Linked DNA regions of Mus musculus: region 1 is linked to region 2. A link is a contact called in public HiCAR-type data. All regions are on one chromosome and are shown on one strand. The core of a region is the stretch at or near the end of the contact, and the rest is flanking DNA. Distances in the headings are between cores, read along the strand shown. Region 1 holds the start of Dll1 (delta like canonical Notch ligand 1). Region 2 holds the start of Tcte2 (t-complex-associated testis expressed 2).

Region 1 (2,847 bases), core at 24-2,523, 1.6 Mb before region 2:
GCAGAGAGCAGGTGCTGTCTGCATTACCATACAGCTGAGCGCACAAAGAGCCACTGATTCAGCCTCGCACAATAACAGACTGCCTTAATGACAGCCACGCGAACGACACACACCAAACTCACTTTTTACCAAGCAGAGGGAGGCCTGAGGGGAATACCCAGGAGAGTGGGACCGGACACCAGTGAAGGTGGTGTTGGTTGAAAATCTCCCGGGAGAGGGTGTGTACACCGGGAAAGGGGTAAGCTTAGCTTTTGGCTCTGCTGGCTCAGGGAATACACTATCCGGACCCCAATTCCCCATTTCCAGTGATCGTGGACAACACGGAGACAGCAGCGCTCCGGGACACTGCGGTGTCTGGGGGTGTCCGGCCCGGATCGCTAGCCCATCGGCACTCTCCGAGGCTCAATCGCCAGGCTTCACCAGAGGTATAAGCGTGCCTAACCTCCCCAAACTTCCCAAACTGCCGGGGTGCTCTTGCCACCCTTTGCCCACCTCTTCAAGGGTCCCTTTCCTACCGGGCACCCCGCCCCCGCCCCCTCCGGGAGACTCCTCCTTAGAAAGAGGCTGCCAGGGAGGAGGGGCAGCAGCAGGGACGCGGGCCTCTAACCTCTCCCCGGTTCCTCAGTCCCTAGGACTGAACAAACGAGGAGAGCCTAGGCGGCTAGTGTTGGAAACGCCAAGGTCCGGAGGCCGCGTCCTGCGAGCGAGTCTAGCGGTGACCGCGAGTGGGAGGCTCAGGCCGCCCAGCGTGCCTAGGGTCTTCGGGCCTGTGGCGGTGGGGCGGTGGGCGACGCGGCCTCAGCTCCAGCTCCGGGAGCAGAGCGGTTCGTCTCCGGGAACGTTTTGCAGGAATGTAAATGAGCGGGTTTTGCGCTGGGGGAGGGAGGCGAAGGGGCGAGGGCGGAGGCAGAGAGGACTAGGGGGCGGGGAGGTGGGGGGCGGGGAGGAGGGTTGCACATTTTACAGCTCACTGACCATTTGGCGATCCATTGAGAGGAGGGTTTGGAAAAGTGGCTCCTTTGTGACAGCTCTCGCCAGATTGGGGGGCTGCTCATTTGCATCTCATTAGTTATGCGAGCGGCCGGCAGGATTTAAGGGTGGCAGGCGCCAGCCCGGGCCAGATCCTCCGGCGTGCACCCGCGGTTACCCTGTCTGACCAGGGCAGGTCACGGGAGAGCACCGGTGCGGCACGGAGCCTCCCACGCTTCGGCCTCCGGTCCTCGGTGTGTGTTCTCGCATGGCATTGGCTGAATTCTTGAGGAAGACGCGAGGCTTGGCGATAGTGCAAGAGATACCGGTCTAGAACACTCTGGGAGCGGCAGCGGCTGCCGAGTGACGCCGGGCCGGGAAACCAGGGCGCGCGCCGCAGTCCTTGCCACCACCGTTCCCACCGCGCCCCTCGGGGCCCCGGATTATCGCCTCACCGGTGGGATTTCCAGACCGCCGCTTCCTAATAGGCCTGCGAAGGAAGCCACTGCAAGCTCTCTTGGGAATTAAGCTGAACATCTGGGCTCTCTTCCCTCTGTGTCTTATCTCCTTTCTCCTCTTTCCCTCCGCGAAGAAGCTTAAGACAAAACCAGAAAGCAGGAGACACTCACCTCTCCGTGGACTGAAAGCCAGACGAAGAGGAAACCGAAAGTTGTCCTTTCTCAGTGCCTCGTAGAGCTCTTGCCGGGGACCTAGCTGAAGGCACCGCACCCTCCTGAAGCGACCTGGCCCTGATAGCACACCTGGAGCCGAGAGACGCCTTTCCGCCAGTACTCCTCGGGTCATATAGACTTTCCTGGCATCCCTGGGTCTTTGAAGAAGAAAGAAAAGAGGATACTCTAGGAGAGCAAGGGCGTCCAGCGGTACCATGGGCCGTCGGAGCGCGCTAGCCCTTGCCGTGGTCTCTGCCCTGCTGTGCCAGGTAGGGGGCCGGGCGGGGCTGCTGCGCGGTGGAGGGAGGGGAGTCGGACCAGCCGATCAGCTGTCCATCCCCAAGTGACTCCGGCAGCGACGACCCCGAGAGCTGCCCGGCAGCGGGCAGCTCCGGATGGGCGCTGAGGTGCGCTCGGCCTCTGCGTCCTAGCAAGGGCCCGCGCGCCCCCGGGTCCCTCCGCCGCCGGCGCGACCTCACGCCCCTTCCCCGCGCAGGTCTGGAGCTCCGGCGTATTTGAGCTGAAGCTGCAGGAGTTCGTCAACAAGAAGGGGCTGCTGGGGAACCGCAACTGCTGCCGCGGGGGCTCTGGCCCGCCTTGCGCCTGCAGGACCTTCTTTCGCGTATGCCTCAAGCACTACCAGGCCAGCGTGTCACCGGAGCCACCCTGCACCTACGGCAGTGCTGTCACGCCAGTGCTGGGTGTCGACTCCTTCAGCCTGCCTGATGGCGCAGGCATCGACCCCGCCTTCAGCAACCCCATCCGATTCCCCTTCGGCTTCACCTGGCCAGTGAGTGGGCACCTGCGCGCACTCGGCTGGGTCTGGAGGGGTAGGGGTGGCTGGTTGGTGGTTGGCAGTGGGAAGAAGGCAAGGGCCACTGATAAGGGTTGGGGAATCCCACAAAGACACGCCTGAGGTCTTGACTTCTTACTGGGAACTGACTGGCAGTTGAGGAGGGGGTGTGGAACCCCAGAGGCTTTTGCAAGCCCTGGGCATTTCTCACACACCTCCTACTTACCTGAAAGGTCGAATGCTTCCCTCCCCTACCCCCAAAGTTGGGAGAGTTCTTGTCCCCTAGCTCTTAGGCCTTGGTTGGGTTGCTACCAGTGCTGGGGCTGCTCTCCATCCTCGAGGTTCCACCCCCAGAAAACAAATGACAGCTGCCCTCTCCTCTTCCTGCACCCCACCTTGCTCCATCAAGTACTC
Region 2 (2,700 bases), core at 99-2,598:
ATTTTAATAGTACTCAAAGATTCTCTAAAACAACAAAATAGAAAATGTGAGCTAGCCATTACATTTTGAAAACAAATTAATTTCATTATGAAAGGCTTTCAATTACAAGTTGTTTCTAAAAATAGAAATGTTCAGATGTAAGAGAGGGTAATGAAAAAGATAATTTCATTTAAGTCCTGTAATTTTTTTCATTGTCTACACAACTCTTTACCTGCAGAAAACTGGGGGGGGGGGGGGGGAACATTCCACAAAACATGCAACTTTACTGTTCATCTCTCCAAAATGATAAAGTTTCAAGTGAATGCTTATAGAATAGAATCCAGTTAAATCTAAAATATTTAATTTAAAATGTTTTAAAGCTAACTCCTCAATTTAAGACTAAAACACTAAGCTGTTACTTCTCAACAGAAAACACATCTTTTCTTAATCAGATAAGAACTCTGGGGGAGGGGGAGGAACAAGGGAATTCACTTGACTAGCAATATTTTACTTGCAAAGTTTATCCTGCCATTTAAAAAAAAAAAAATCAAGCTAATTATTCTGAAAGACAAAATAATACTGAAACTATATTGATTCAGGGCTCCTTTCTAAAGAGTCGCTTGTAAGGCTATGAACGAACACTAACTACACAGTAAATTTGCTTACTAAAATACAACTCGTAAAATCGTTACAGAAGATGAATTATGAATCAGGAGTAACTTAACATCCACCGGTGTTCAAATTGGCCACCTGAACCTAATAATTTACCTTAGCTTGTCAAATAGGGATCGAGAGAAAGGGCTCTAACTAGGTCAAGTGTGCTCACAAGAAGGTGAGAGGGAAGGAGAGGAAAACCTGCCTTCCTCCACCGGCAAAATTAAGTCAATCTGAGAAGACTGCTCAGATCTACCAAATCTGTGTTCGCGGCTAAGCGCTGGCTGCTGTGTTTCAGCAAGCACCTCTTAGGTTTCAAAGCCAGAGCTATTTCCAAATCCGGCACAAGTCCTGGGTATAGTGTGGGGTCGCGTGGAACAGGTCTGCCCAGCCACAACTTAACCAAACGCCCTTTGGCCCGCTGTCTAACGGAGGCTTCCCCGAGGCTTCCCGCCGGCCACGGAACTCCTCCGACAGTCTCCCCGGTACCAACCGGCTGGCTGGATACCGGCCCTCACCCCACCCCCAAGATCGTCCAGAACGCTTCCCGCAGCCCCGCTGCGTACCGCCAGCGCACGGGGCTGGAGCAGGGGTTTATCTGTCTGCCCGCTGCGCGCCACCGGACCCCGCCGGGCTAGAACGCACGCGCGCCGTGGGGCGCACGGGGCTCACACCGCCGCGGGCATCGGCCGGTCACGTGGCCTCGGAGGGGCCGAGATCCGCGTCCCGACGGTTCGAAGACGCCATCAAAGAAACCGGCGGCGAGGAGCGCATCCCGCAGGGGAAGGCCCGCGGCCTGCGTGGGCCGCGACGGGGACCGGTGCGCTGGCAGGTAAGGGCCGGGAGGGCACAGGTGGGTCGTGCCGCACAGGTGGGCGGCCAGGTGCAGTCCTGTGGGCGCAAGCGGGGCCTGAGGACACAAGTGCGCGCCTGGAAAGGATGCGGGTGACACAGGTGGGGTCTGAGGACCCACGTGGGTGGCCAGGCGGAGTCCCGGGGACACAAGTGCACGTCCAGGTGTGTCTCCGCGCGCAGGTGGCCGGCCCGCCCTCTGCGCCGGCCACCAAGCCGCCCTGGACCCCGCCCGGGCGGCGGGGCACCGCAGGAGGCGACAAGGACGAGCGCCCCTAGGGACCCCGCTGGCCAGTACGGTGGGCGGAGGCCGAGGGGACAGGGCCGCGGGCGAGGGCGGGTCCGCGGGCGGACGGGCGGGCGGGCAGGCCAGCGGGGGAGGGGCGGCCGCGGGACCCCACCGCGCTCTGCCTCCCGCGGCCTCCGCGTCGCCGGCCCGCGCGCGGGCCCCCTCCCCTCGCACCCCGGCGGCGGCGGCGGCGCTCACCTCGGTCGGCTGGCTGATCTCGAACAGGTCCAGCCGGTTGGCGTTCCAGTGGTGAATGATGTCGGCCAGCTTCCGCCGCTCTTCGTCGCGGCCGCCCGCCGACATGATCGCGGCCGCTCCTCCCCAGGGCCAGCCGGGCCGGAACACCGCAGGCCGCCTCACCGCCGCCGCCGCCGCCGCGCGTCCTCCGCCGGGCTCGGCCCGCGTCCGGCCCGCGCCGCTTCAGCCCGCCTCAGCCGCGGCCGGTGCGCCGAGCGCCGCCCCCCGCCCTCCCGCCGCCGTGCGCGCCCGCCCGCCGTGCGCGTCCCCGCGAGCGCGCGCCGCGCCGCTAGGTGCTGCCGCGTGGTCGCGCGCGCGTGCGTGCGTGCAGGGGCGCGTCGGGTGTCAGCGGGCCGCACTCGCTCTGTGCCGGAGGCGTGAGTCCTCACCGGAGCCGCTCGGTCCTGCGGCCGCGCTCGGTCCGCCCTGGGCAGGCTCAGGGGTGGCGGACGAGCTGGCGAGCAGAGGGGCGGCGCCCTGACGGGCGGGGCGACCCGGAGCTGCAGAGCGGGATGGACAGGTGGGCGTGGGCTGCGCGGCCGGCGGAACTGGCCGGCCATCCCGCCGCGGCCCTGACGCCTGGGCTGCGCTGGCTGCTGGGGTCAAATCCCAGCTGACCTTTCTCCGGAGGAAAGATAAATTATTATGGTTGTGTGTGAGCGTCAGTGCAAATGTTTTCCGAGCCCTCC

What was found. HiCAR-type assays count read pairs that join an accessible place to other places.
Region 1: a contact with region 2 is called in a HiCAR-type map of astrocytes, with 4 times the contacts expected there. The contact joins the promoter of Dll1 here to the promoter of Tcte2 in region 2. A contact is called at or near these places in 2 of 115 datasets of contacts at active chromatin or transcription factors (astrocytes and pancreatic cancer cells).

What each region holds. Positions count from the first base shown.
Region 1 is chr17:15,374,249-15,377,095 of GRCm38.p6, reverse strand. Dll1 (delta like canonical Notch ligand 1) reads left to right here and starts at 1,273. Exons shown (of 11, transcript NM_007865.3): 1 at 1,273-1,909; 2 at 2,137-2,430. The coding sequence starts at 1,856.
Region 2 is chr17:13,760,051-13,762,750 of GRCm38.p6, reverse strand. It overlaps Tcte2 (t-complex-associated testis expressed 2), which reads left to right and starts at 1,348. Exons shown (of 3, transcript NM_022311.3): 1 at 1,348-1,465. Afdn (afadin, adherens junction formation factor) reads right to left here and starts at 2,210. Exons shown (of 33, transcript NM_010806.1): 1 at 1,973-2,210. The coding sequence starts at 2,077.